Regions from separate parts of the Sus scrofa genome. Here all the other regions are linked to region 1. A link is a contact called in public Hi-C data. All regions are on one chromosome and are shown on one strand. Each heading gives the region's core, a stretch centred on a gene start, on an enhancer-like site or on the middle of the called end of the contact. The rest is flanking DNA. Distances are from core to core; before and after follow the strand shown.

What was found. A called contact is a pair of places that touch in the nucleus more often than the background predicts.
Region 2: a contact with region 1 is called in a Hi-C map of heart right ventricle, with 2.7 times the contacts expected there. The contact joins the enhancer-like site here to the promoter of MIER1 in region 1. A contact is called at or near these places in 3 of 47 Hi-C or Micro-C datasets (fibroblasts, heart right ventricle and subcutaneous adipose tissue) and 1 of 2 datasets of contacts at active chromatin or transcription factors (alveolar macrophages).
Region 3: a Hi-C map of omental adipose tissue shows a contact between it and region 1, with 1.6 times the contacts expected there. The contact joins the enhancer-like site here to the promoter of MIER1 in region 1. A contact is called at or near these places in 4 of 47 Hi-C or Micro-C datasets (epiblast stem cells, mesenteric adipose tissue, omental adipose tissue and 1 more) and 2 of 2 datasets of contacts at active chromatin or transcription factors (alveolar macrophages and skeletal muscle).
Region 4: a Hi-C map of liver shows a contact between it and region 1, with 5 times the contacts expected there. The contact joins the promoter of GADD45A here to the promoter of MIER1 in region 1. A contact is called at or near these places in 1 of 5 promoter capture datasets (fetal liver) and 2 of 47 Hi-C or Micro-C datasets (embryonic fibroblasts and liver).

Annotation. Positions count from the first base shown.
Region 1 is chr6:145,678,623-145,681,388 of Sscrofa11.1, forward strand. MIER1 (mesoderm induction early response protein 1) reads right to left here and starts at 1,441. Exons shown (of 14, transcript XM_021096499.1): 1 at 1,248-1,441; 2 at 102-202. The coding sequence starts at 1,314. WDR78 (WD repeat-containing protein 78) reads left to right here and starts at 1,513. Exons shown (of 19, transcript XM_021096495.1): 1 at 1,513-1,567; 2 at 1,570-1,617; 3 at 1,620-1,680. The coding sequence starts at 1,513.
Region 2 is chr6:146,271,809-146,274,599 of Sscrofa11.1, forward strand. All of the region lies in intron 8 of PDE4B (phosphodiesterase 4B), which reads right to left. The region is part of intron 1 of LOC102162258 (a long non-coding RNA gene); the gene reads left to right. Among named protein-coding and RNA genes, the nearest start is that of SGIP1, 220 kb to the left of the region's middle. Within about 2 kb of position 1,508, at least 44 of the 83 cell types and tissues checked have an H3K27ac peak or open chromatin away from gene starts, as enhancers often do. A contact at or near this core is called in alveolar macrophages and subcutaneous adipose tissue, where this site is marked.
Region 3 is chr6:146,292,549-146,295,356 of Sscrofa11.1, forward strand. The region is part of intron 5 of PDE4B (phosphodiesterase 4B); the gene reads right to left. All of the region lies in intron 2 of LOC102162258 (a long non-coding RNA gene), which reads left to right. Among named protein-coding and RNA genes, the nearest start is that of SGIP1, 240 kb to the left of the region's middle. Within about 2 kb of position 1,518, at least 22 of the 83 cell types and tissues checked have an H3K27ac peak or open chromatin away from gene starts, as enhancers often do. A contact at or near this core is called in alveolar macrophages, mesenteric adipose tissue, omental adipose tissue and 1 more, where this site is marked.
Region 4 is chr6:144,942,552-144,945,419 of Sscrofa11.1, forward strand. It overlaps GADD45A (growth arrest and DNA-damage-inducible, alpha), which reads right to left and starts at 1,538. Exons shown (of 4, transcript NM_001044599.1): 1 at 1,206-1,538; 2 at 579-680; 3 at 101-338. The coding sequence starts at 1,249.

The DNA.
Region 1 (2,766 bases), core at 191-2,690:
CATCAGTCGTTCTCATACACTAGAAGAGTAATATAACATTTATATTACTTGAGGGAGTTTGGACTTTCCCTCCCTTAATCTCCAAGCGTGCCCCTGCCTACCAGCATCACATCCGTCTTGTCTGCATTGAACCTCAACCAGTTGGTTCTTAACCACGTCCGAAACTCAGCCAGGCACTGGGAGAATCGAGCCACCACACCATCTGGATCAAAGGAAAGAGAGCCTCAGTAGTAAGGAGACCAAAGACGATGATACCACAAGCTCCCCATTCACCCTGTCTCTAATTTTTTAAAACACGGTCAAGAATTGGGACAGGAATCCCACGACAATTTTAGAAAAACATTAATGAGCCTTGGGTCATGCAGTCTGTAACTGATGGTAATGAAATAAAAGCGACCCCAAAAATAGGTCGCCTTATTCCACCCATGACTGAAGAAAGGTTCACTCAACTCCGGGTGGTCTCAGCTAAGCGGCCTCAGTGGAGGGGCCAGTCTTGTAATTGCATAAGCTTTTCTGCAAAATTAAGAGTTTTAGCGTTGGAGGAAGCTTTGGGGATAAATGGGGCCCAGAGGTGGATAATGACTCGCCCAAGGTCACATAGCGAAGACTAGCGATGGGCTCCAGGCCAGAGATCTTTCCACCAAAAGCTGAAAGAACAAGGCCATTCAAAGGCGGGGGAGGCATCTGTCTCCAGGGTGGGGCTGCGAGGACCTCACTCCCTTACAATAACGCCTTCTTCGAGCCTCTCTTCCCTCCCTCACTCCCTCTGAAAAGGGCCGGTTCGCCCAAGGGCTGCAGTGGGATCGAATCCGTGATACAGAGGCAAAGAGGCGGAGCCACGGGCACCATCAGCTTGGCCCCACCCCGACCAGGTTCGGGATCAGACTGAAGAAAGGGGCGGAAGCCGACAGGGCGAGGCGAACTCACTCCGCAGCGGATTCCCAGCGCGCCGCGGATGCTGGGGAAGACCGGCGCTGCAGCCACCACCGCCAAAGCAAAAGACCCGGCTGGGAAGGGGTGGGCGGCGGAGAGGCGCTGCGCATGCGCCCTGGGTGGCCGGCGCCACTTCGGGAGGGGGAGCAAGAAGGGCTTGATCTCTCAGCCCCTCCCCGGAAGTTAAGGATCTTCCGGGCGATACAGTGCGGTGGGGGAGGGGAAGGAGAAAAAGGGTACCGGGGACACTTGGAGAGCCCTTCATCCCAAATAGGACTAGGAGAGGATAGATGGTTTATGGAGGCTGCACTTACAGCCGCTGCCGCTGCTGCCACCGCCACCTTCGCTGCTGCCGCCACCGCCTGAAGAAGCCCCATCCATCCGCCTGCAGCCGGGGAGACTCAGAGCCTGGGAGGGGCCTGGGGCCCGGGCCGCCCGCCTCCTTCTTCTAGTCGTCGGCCGGAGCTTCCTCTTGCTCCGCCAACCCTCTGCCCTCCCCTTCGCCTCCGCCCTCCTCCTGGGCCTCTAGCCGCCAGCCAACCGCGCGGCCGCTTGTTGAGCCAGGGCTCCACTGTCTCCATGACGCCCGGCAAACATTCCCGTGCCTCAGCTGGAGCCGCTAACGCCGAGGGTTGGGATACTGGGTCTCCAGAAGCAGCCAAGGAAGGGGGTGGTCGACCACTCCCATCCGGTCGCCGCCATGCCCATCTCTCCGGTAAACAGCCGCAAGCAGCAGAATCTCGGGGTGTAAGTTCCGGCGCTGAAACTTTAGTCCATCCCGCCTGATCCCGGAGAGAGCCCTTTCAGAGCCTTTTACTGCATCTGTGTTCAATCAGCAGTCTTGGAAGCTCCTAGGCGGCAGTGTTTCCTTCCTTGACCTAATACATCCTTTTCTAAACCTCTACTGCTGTGCTTGCTCTCTTAGAAAAGAACCTAGTTTGTTTAGAACTACCTTTCGTCCTAGTACTCCTGTTTTTTTGTTTTGTTTTCGGTCTGCAGTCTCAAGCCTTTTGCCTTCAAATTGTGCCGAGATGTTCAATCCTCTCAACTTCTATGACTCATCAGACTGTACATTGCTATGCGCTGTAGTCGAGGTTTTTTCCTGCCTCCTCCTCATACCATCCTCCCTTAAAACTCATTCCAGCTCACAACGTTCTGTTGTTCTGCAGCAGTGGATGAGAGGCTGGAGAAAAGCAGACAGCTCTGGCGATTTGTCTCACATTTAAACTTATATGGTCCCTTAGTCTAGCAGCCCCACTAAAGTTTCCTAATTCCTCGGCCCTTCCATGCTTCCAGACCACTTTTGTTCTCTCTTTTCAAGCCTTCTGTGACTCTGCTCTCCAGTCTCTTCCAGCTGTCTTTCTTTAGCAGAACTTGTTGAATGAACTTGGAAGAGAACCTTGCGTTCTCTCTTGAATATGGTACTCAGGTCTTTGTCCATCCTACCACTTCTCTCTCTCACACACACACAAATAGCTTTTGTGAAGGTAAGCAATAGCTCTCCAGCTATCCAACTGGACATTTCTCAGTTTCTTTTCTAACACATTCATTAGCAGTTTTCATCTAGTTTATCACTTCTTGAGTTTCGAATCACATAATTGGGTTTCTGGAACACCACCCCTCCTTAATTGTCCCCTTGGTTTATGTCTACCTCTTTTCAAAATACTCTGCTGGTACCTCATCTCGTCCATACCTAAATGTGGGAGTGTTGCTGGGATCAGTGTTTAAACCTCTTTTCCGCACTATTGTTTTTTGCCTTTCAGAATTACCTGTATACTGATGCTTTACAAGTTTATCTGTAGGCTTTTCCACGAAAACAGACAAACATCTGCA
Region 2 (2,791 bases), core at 258-2,757, 590 kb after region 1:
TGAGCACATGCTCTAGATCTTCTGCTATAAATTAGGGATACAAAAAAAAAAAAAAAAGAGGATTCGTACTTGACTCGGGACACTAAGATGAGAAGAGGATAAAATTAAAATGAAAAATACATTATGACTGGGTGGCTGTACTGCACAGCAGAAATTGACATAACAGTGTAAATAAATGACACTCTAATAAAAATAAAATTAAAATTAAATAAAATGAAAAATACAGCACATTATGAAAAAGCGCAAAAATTGAGATTTTGAGATAATAATTAAGATAATTGTTGAGAGTGGTTTGGGATGAGTTGAGGGGAGCACATCCAGAAGATGGCATCTATGCTGAGCTCTGAAAGATAAGAAACGTACTTTCCAGACAGGAATGGGGAAAGGAACTAGTACCTGCTAACCATATACTCTATATTAGGGTTTGAACTGAGACATATATTTAGTTCAATCCTGAATCCAGAATCCAAAAATCAGAGCGATTATAAAGAACTCCTTCACTGCGACAATGTAAGCAAATCCCTGTGCTGAATATGTGAATGACATTTTTAGGAAAGGGCAGCCTGGGCGAGGGAACAGAATGTACAAAGGCAGGGAGGCAAGAAGAGCCTGGTGTATTTGAGCGACCGTCTGTTAGGTGCAACTCAGCGATCTACTGTGCTTGGGGGTAGGGGTTAAAGGGAGAGATGAGGACAAAGAAGGATTTAGAAGCAAAATTCTGAGAGACTTTGCAAACCTGGTAAGAAGTAAGGATCTTATCTGGACGGTTAAAGATCACTCGCTCAGCAAACAATATAACCATAACTGGATTTTAGAAGAATAATTCCAGTCACAGAATGGAAGGTGGATTGAAGTGTGTGGGGGGAATGAGTACAATAACTAAGCTGAAGGACCCCCCACCAGGGTTAACGTAGAGAAGGATGGAGCACGACACTAAGGGAGGGAGGATGGGAAGAAAACCAGGGGGTAAGATTGGAGCAAAGACCCCAAGAGCCAGCTGTGGGAGGTGGAGCGATAAAAGATGGTGGAGAGATACACAGAGCCAGGAATGTGGGGAAAGGCGCAGTGGTGGAGTTGGGGGTGGATCTGGGCCTCCGGATGAACCCAAAGGGGTTACTAAAGGTGGCTGGATGTCTGGCATTTCTGTGCCTACTTACTGATAAGCGTGTATACACACTTACTGATAAGGAGCGCAGGGAGTGAAGGGACAGGGTTAGGAAAGGCGATGAGCGCTAAGACCAGCACGGTGGATTCTGATAACCGGATTCGGAGAGAGCGCTCTGCTCAAGATGGCTCCCCGACTTCGTGCCTGGGGGCAAAGTCAGAAGAGTCCAGGTGTGAGGGCAAGATTTGGCTCTGACTCCTGGGCCTGTCCAGGTAAATAGAGTTGTCAGGAATACCCAGGAAGAGACAGATGTTTCCTGAAGAGCCCTCTCTGACATGCCGGCGAGCTGCATGACCAGGCTTGAGGCTGGCAGCAGCTGGGCTTTGGGAGGACACAGGCACGTGGGCAGCCTCCTGCCTCCTGCGGGACTCTGCAGATGAGCCAACTGAGAGAAGTGAAGCTTTCTTCTCTGTCGCCTCCTCCACCCTTTGCTTTAGAGCCTGAGTGCCGAAGCACAGGGCAGGCTGCACAAAGGTTGATTCATAGATGAGGGGCTGCAGCTAGAAGTCACCTAGAAGCAGCAGAAAGGACAAATGTGCGTGTGCGTGTGTGTGTGTGTGTGCAGGACACTGTTTATTCAGGCCACGAGGAGACAATAGCTCATATGGGCAGACAATAGCGATTTGCCTAGATAATTTATGCCACCAAATAAACATCAGGATAGGCTGTGTAGAGCTAAAGATGAGACACATTTTTTAAGAGTGGGGTGTCTCCCTTCAGAGTCTCAATGACAGGAGATGCTTTTGCACACAAAACATTCAGGCAACAATATCTAGGCATCTGCTCCAGCCTACTGTAACCAAAGAGAAAGAAAGGCCGGAACTAAAATGCAAAAGAAAGAAAGAAACTGTGTTTGGAGATAGGTCTGCTACAGTATAAACTTTTGCCTTTCCCTGGCTCACTGCTATAGCAAAACCTGATGGTTGTCTTTGTAAAAAACGTGTCTGTATCTAGGTCCCTGGCAGTGATTTGCCTCTGGGAGGGCCAGCAATCTATTTAATGACTCCATTGACGTCAATAGCATAACTGAAATACTTACTAACATGCATGATTCCAACTTTCAGGGGGGGTGGGTGGATGGTGTTTCTCAGCAGTGCAAAAACACGAAGTGGAACCAAGGCGGAACGAACTCCAGTCTTTAGGCAGCAAGTGAGAGATGAGAGGCTGTGGGTCTCCTCAGTTCCATTTAATACAAAGAAACATTCACACTAAATTTAGAAATTAATTTGGAAGTAGTGAAGTAGCCATTAATGAGCAGAGTATTATTTTTGGTAACCTTTGCTCAAGGGTAACATTTTAACTCTTCACACTTCAGTTGACTTGCTCATGTTTTTTTTTTGCAACTTACCCTTATCTCATTTTAGGACACATGGAATACTTGCAAATCAATATAAACAGCTCGATGCTGGGGCTCTGAGGTAAGCTTATTCAGGAGGGCTAATTTGAACGAAAGTAATCCCTACAAAACAACCATTTGGGGAAATACTCTCAGAACTACTACAGCTTTTCCAGTGCATCTGCCCTGTTATTTTGTATGCAGACTGTCTAAACATTCGAGGTGAATAATTAAGGAAATTACCCCAATAATTCAGGCCACACAACATTCAGGAAAAGAAGAAAAAAACA
Region 3 (2,808 bases), core at 268-2,767, 610 kb after region 1:
GCCACAAAGCGCTGATTAAGCTGAACCTAAGGTTACGGAAATCTGTACTCAGGAATAGCCACAACCGTGTTTTCAGAAATACACGCTCTCTCTGGCACACGTTTGGATAAATTTTCTTAAGCCCACACTCAGCAAGCTCGCCATTAAATTCATTAGAAGACACGCTGGCCTGAGTTGCAGACACAATTAGGCCGGTTTGCCATCATTGTGGGAATCACAATAGCCACATAGAAGGTGGTTGGTAATGAGTTTCCTTTACGGGTCATCTTCTCTGTCCCCAGGATCGCCCTACAAATATGGCACCTTATTCATTAACTATGTGGGAGCAACTGGTGATGATTAAGCACCTGCCTAGTACCGCGCATGACCTGAGACTTAGGAATCCAGGGCTAGATAACACCTGCATCCTGTGTGCCCCTTCTCTAGGGTTGGCTTTTACTTTGGGGTCTTTGGGGTCTTATTTAGCACATTATTTTCCTTTCTACCTTGGTCTTTAGCTAGAAGCCCCCCTTTAATTTCATCTAGTAAACTTCCGGTTTGTACAAGGACTAAGTGACTATAAAAAGAACACGGACAAGAGAGAAAGCATCCTTTGAGTGATGACCATCTGTCAGGCTCTGCGTGACATCTCATTTAATTCTTGTAACAAGACTTGAGGCAAATACTCTTATTCCCATTTTATGGATGACATCAAGGCTCAGAGCAGGTAAGCAACTGCATAACGAGCACATCGCTAATACATACGTGGAAGAACTAAAACCATCTGATTCCAAAAAATATGTGCTTTTAACTATTGTCTCCTATTTTATGAGGACCCCGTGTTGTGGATTGAATAATAAGAATTCATGATCCTCTCAAATTTAAACATCATAGGGAAGACAGAAAAATATTTAAACACTGTAGTAGATATCAGAAATATAGAATGAGAAATATCAGCAGTTGATACTTAATGGGATGCAAACGAGAAGTGACAATTACAGAGGAGACAAAGAAAAGGCGTGATGGAATGGGTGGTGTTGGAGAGGAACTAGGAAGGGCAGCCTTTAAAAGGTGTGCGTGGTCTACAGCATAAATGGACAGAACATTGTAAATCTATAACTGTAATAAAAAATATAAAAAAAATCACAAATTAAAAAAATAAAATAGTGGAAAGAAAAAAATAAAAGGCGCACATGGTCAAGGCAACTACTGAGAGCAATGCAAAAACAAATGCACAGGAAGTATGGAACACTGAGATGCCCTGTGGCTGTTTGGGTAGAGCTGAGCGCACAACAGATGCCTGTAGAAGGTAAGACTTGAAGGCACTATCTTAGCCATCATAGCCATAGTACGGACATCGTGGACAACAGCTGTGGAGTCAATGCTTAACTGAGAAAATGAGCCAGTGAAGGGAAAATGAGCCAGTGAAGGTTTTTAGTCAGATGTGAGAATAGAAAAGTGCTTTAGAACGTGAAGCACTATGGACACCAGGAGATGGATGGGAGAGAGGACAGAGCCAGGAAGAGCAGCTGGGGGACATCGCAGTCATTCAGATGAGAAGAAATTGGCAAGGCCGAGGGAGAAACAGGAAAAGACCATTGGAGGAGACCCTGAACGTCTTGCCAAGGACTTGACACTTAATTGGATAAGGGGCCATAAAGAAACAGTACTTTCAGTTTTAAAAAGGGGTATCTGGGAAAATAGTGAAGTTGTGAGTCGAAATTAACAAGTGAGGAGGTGGAGAAGACACGTCACTTTCCCACATGTTGAGTTCTAAGATCCTCCTTGATATCCTGGGGGAAAGAGCAAGTGGGGAGCCTAAAACATGTGGCTTAGAGCTGGAGATTTAGGATTTACCTACACTGATGGGGGCTGTTAAAGCAATGGCAGGGCGTGGCTTCCTGAGGTGGGGGCATAAAGAGGAAGAACCTCAGGGTTCTTGCAGGCGAGCCAAAATGAGAGAGGGAGTAGAGTTAAGAGAGGAGCATCTGTGATAAGTGTAGGGAGGTAAACTCTTACAAGAACGACCCCTTCCCAAGCTATTTTTTGGAGACGAACTTTGAACGGGTGAAATACAGGGCTATTTGTTTAGATGTCTGCTGTGGAGTTCATGCTCTTCAGAAGACATCGGGGCGAGCTGGGGATAAGAGAACAGAGTTAGAGTTAAGAAGATCTTCTACGGCTGCTGGATTTTTGGAGTCTAAATGCCCAACAAAAGGTATATAATAGAAGCAAGGTCATACGTATGTAGTACCTAAAGCTCACATATTGTTGAGTAAATTGGGAGTTACTAAAACTATACAAACTAATGACTAGAGGGTTTTATAAAAAATAAAAAACAAACAACAACAACAACCAAAAGCATTAAGAGAAGCACCATGTCAAAATGACTTTACCATTATGCAACTCTGGAAGTCTAGGAGAGCAGGACATTCAGAGGCAAGAGATGAACATGCCAATCCCCAGCCCTGGGTCCCTTAAAGAACTTGAGCTGTAAAAGCTAATGACCACGTCAGACAGTAGCTGCTAGAAAAATGATCAGATAATTTATAGATAATTCATAGCAAGAAGAGGAAAGAAACAAAACAAGACGAAACTCCTATTTGAGTATAGCCAGATTATTTACAAAACTATTCTAAATTTTAAAAACCTTAATTTGATTTTTATTAATAATAAAACGGCATGAATGAACCACTTGGTTGGTTATGAAAACTGTGTTTTCCAAACCAGCAGAGAGGGCAGTGCCTCTGAGGAACAAGGCCAGATATTCAGAACCATAGCAAGAGCACCATCTAGTGGCAAAACTAGCACATTACAGCACATTACAAT
Region 4 (2,868 bases), core at 288-2,787, 740 kb before region 1:
CGCCACCCATTCCAGATCTGCAATCAGGCGACTCTTAGCCCATCTGGACTTCCTGCCAGGACTCTAACCCCGACCTGGCTGCAGTCCCCTTCTCCCTTACCGTCACCAGCACGCAGTGCAGGTCCGGGGGCTGCTCTGCGCCCTCGCTCGCGGTGGGGCCCGCGTCCGTCTCCAGGAGCAGGAGCTCGGCCAGCCGGCCGGGGTTGCTGACTCGTAGGATGTCGATGTCGTTCTCACAGCAAAACGCTTGGATCAGGGTGAAGTGGATCTGCAGAGCCACGTCCCTGTCGTCGTCCTCGTCCGCCGCCAGCAGGCACAGCACCACGTTATCCGGGTCGCTGCGAGCAGGGACCCGGCCGGTGAGCCCAAAGGCACGACCCGCTGCGTGGGAGCCCGCACCCCCCGCCCGGGTCGAGGGGGATCGCGCCCTGGCCCGCTCGCTGCCCCTCGGACAGACACGGGGCAGGTGGAAAGTGGCAGGAAGGAGCGCTGCAGGGTGAGGGGCGCCCCGCGAAGGCGACCTCCCGGGGCTGAGGCGGGAAGGAGTACCACGAGAGACACCCCAGGGCCACACTTACACGTTAAGCAGCTTGGCCGCCTCGTACACCCCGACGGTGATTGTGCGCTGACTCAGGGCTTTGCTGAGCACTTCTTCGAGGGCATCCCCCACCTTATCCATCCTACGAGCAGGCAGAGCGAAGAGGGTCCTGTCAGCCCGGGGCCACGCCTGGCCGTTACCGCCCCCTCGCCCTGCACCCTCCCTCCCGAGTGCAAGGGCCATCGCGCACTCGGCCTTGTGCAAAACCCGGCGCTCTCCCGGCTGTCATCCTCCCATGACCCCTCCTACGTCCAGAGTCCTGTGAGAAACCCCGTGAGTGGCACCCGCCACCCTCTCCTGAGGGCAGTGCCAGTCGTTGGCGCTGGGCTCAGCCACAGGCTGCCGGCCTCAGGAGCCACAAGGGCAGGGATGGTCACTTCTGCCCTTTGCAAAAGCTTAAAGGGGTTCGACCGGCGTGGAAGGGGGGGCACGCTCTTTACGTCCACGCGCGCCTCTGGAGTGTTCCCAGGGAAGAAAGGCGGGAGAGAAGGTGCCCTCGGCAAACTTTTAACCTCTGGCCCCCCGAAAACCGTGCACAGCCCAGCAGCGCTAAGGTGCATGCAGTGGACGACGAGCAGAGCTCAGGCAGAGGCGCCGGCCCACTTACCTTTCAGTCTTCTGCTCTCCAGCCGAGAATTCCTCCAAAGTCATATTGCAACTGCAAGTCCCCTACTGAGAGAGAGCGGCGTGCGGGTTGCTCCTGCCACCGCGAGCGCGCGGGCGCCTGTTCTCTGCGCTCCCTCGTAGGCTACTCCAGCGCCCGCTGCCGCCGCGCCGTCCGCCCCTCCCGCCCCACTCGATCGCTCGCTGGCCTCCTTAGGGCTCGCGGGCCCCCGCCTCGCCTCGGGCCACGACACCGACACGGCAGCTGCCTCACAGCCACTGAAGGACAAAGGCCCCGCTCGCCAGAGTTATCCTGCCAACTCCCAGCCAACCAGCACCCGCTTTATTTGCATACGCGCAGCTATTGGGCTATGCAAATCAGCCTGTTCCAACAATTTGACCCCAGCTGCTGAAACAAGGCTGTGAGGAGCGGAAGGGGGAGGAGCCACGTGAAAGGCGAGCCTAAGGGGCGGGGCTGGGCCGGGGCAGGGAAGGGGGGGCGGGGTCCCGAGCGGACTGTCTTAGCCTGAAGGCGGGGCGGATGGGAGAGGCGGTGTTTGCGGTGGTTGCGGGGGTGGGGGGGGTGTCTTCAGCTTGGGCTGGAGTAAGCTGCCAAATGTTTTTCTAGTTGGTGCACATTTTTTTTCTTTATTGTCGTTTCATGTCTTTTGTGTTTGGGGGCTGCTATTAAGATCTATTTTCAGGGTTAATGCGTCCAGGTCTAGTAATTCTTAATAAGCAGGTTACATAAAAAGTGTCCAGACCTCTGGGGCAAAGTTTACCTCAGAAGTGTTGTTTATTTAAGTTTCGGCAAAGCTGCTTATTAGTAGTAGTATTATTTCGGTGCCCTGATGGCTGGTTTGATTTATTTTTGGAAGGTTGCAAGGGTTGGAAGCTCAAAAAAGAAAAATCAACACATTTGTGTCTGGTGGTGGCAGGGAACCAAGCTGGAATCCTTTCCACACAAAGCGGAACGGCGTCCCACCTGCCCGGGGTAACTCTGGAAAACCATGTTGAGGAGGAGCTGGTTACCACATGTGTGTATCCTAGCCTTACAGCCCCAGTTCACCTTTCTCAGACAGCCTTTCCCAAAGGAGGATCCTTCTGCAGGACACCAGTTAAGACACAAATGTCTGACACCCACACAAGCAGTGTGTCTAAATTCAAGATGCTTTCAATATGCCCTCAGCTTCCTTGCATAAAGCAAGTATGTCACTACCTTCCACAGGGAGCCTATGATCTCACTGTGAATTGTTGATGTTAGAGACTGAATCATGAAGCTGCAGTTATAGGACTTTTCAGTCATATGCTAAAATTTCACCTTTGAGGTAATGGCAACTTGTGGGTGGAAAGAAAGCAGTAGTTATACATTTTTTAAAAGCCAGCTCGAATGTATAGATTTTCACTGAATAGGTTGAAAGTTCTGTCCTTTGTTTTACGAGTTTATGCAATAAATTCAAAAATAAGTGTTAAACCTACTGAAGTCACCAAAAGTGGTAAAAATGCTCACTTGCATTCAAAACGATGCTTGCATCCGACAAAGATCACAGAAGTAATTTTTTGCTAAGCTACATGAGTTTTTGCACCCGTATGTTTGCATCATTCTAGACAAAATATTCTCCAGCTCTCTTGATCTTAATTTAGTGGAAAAGAAAAGTGATCGGTCA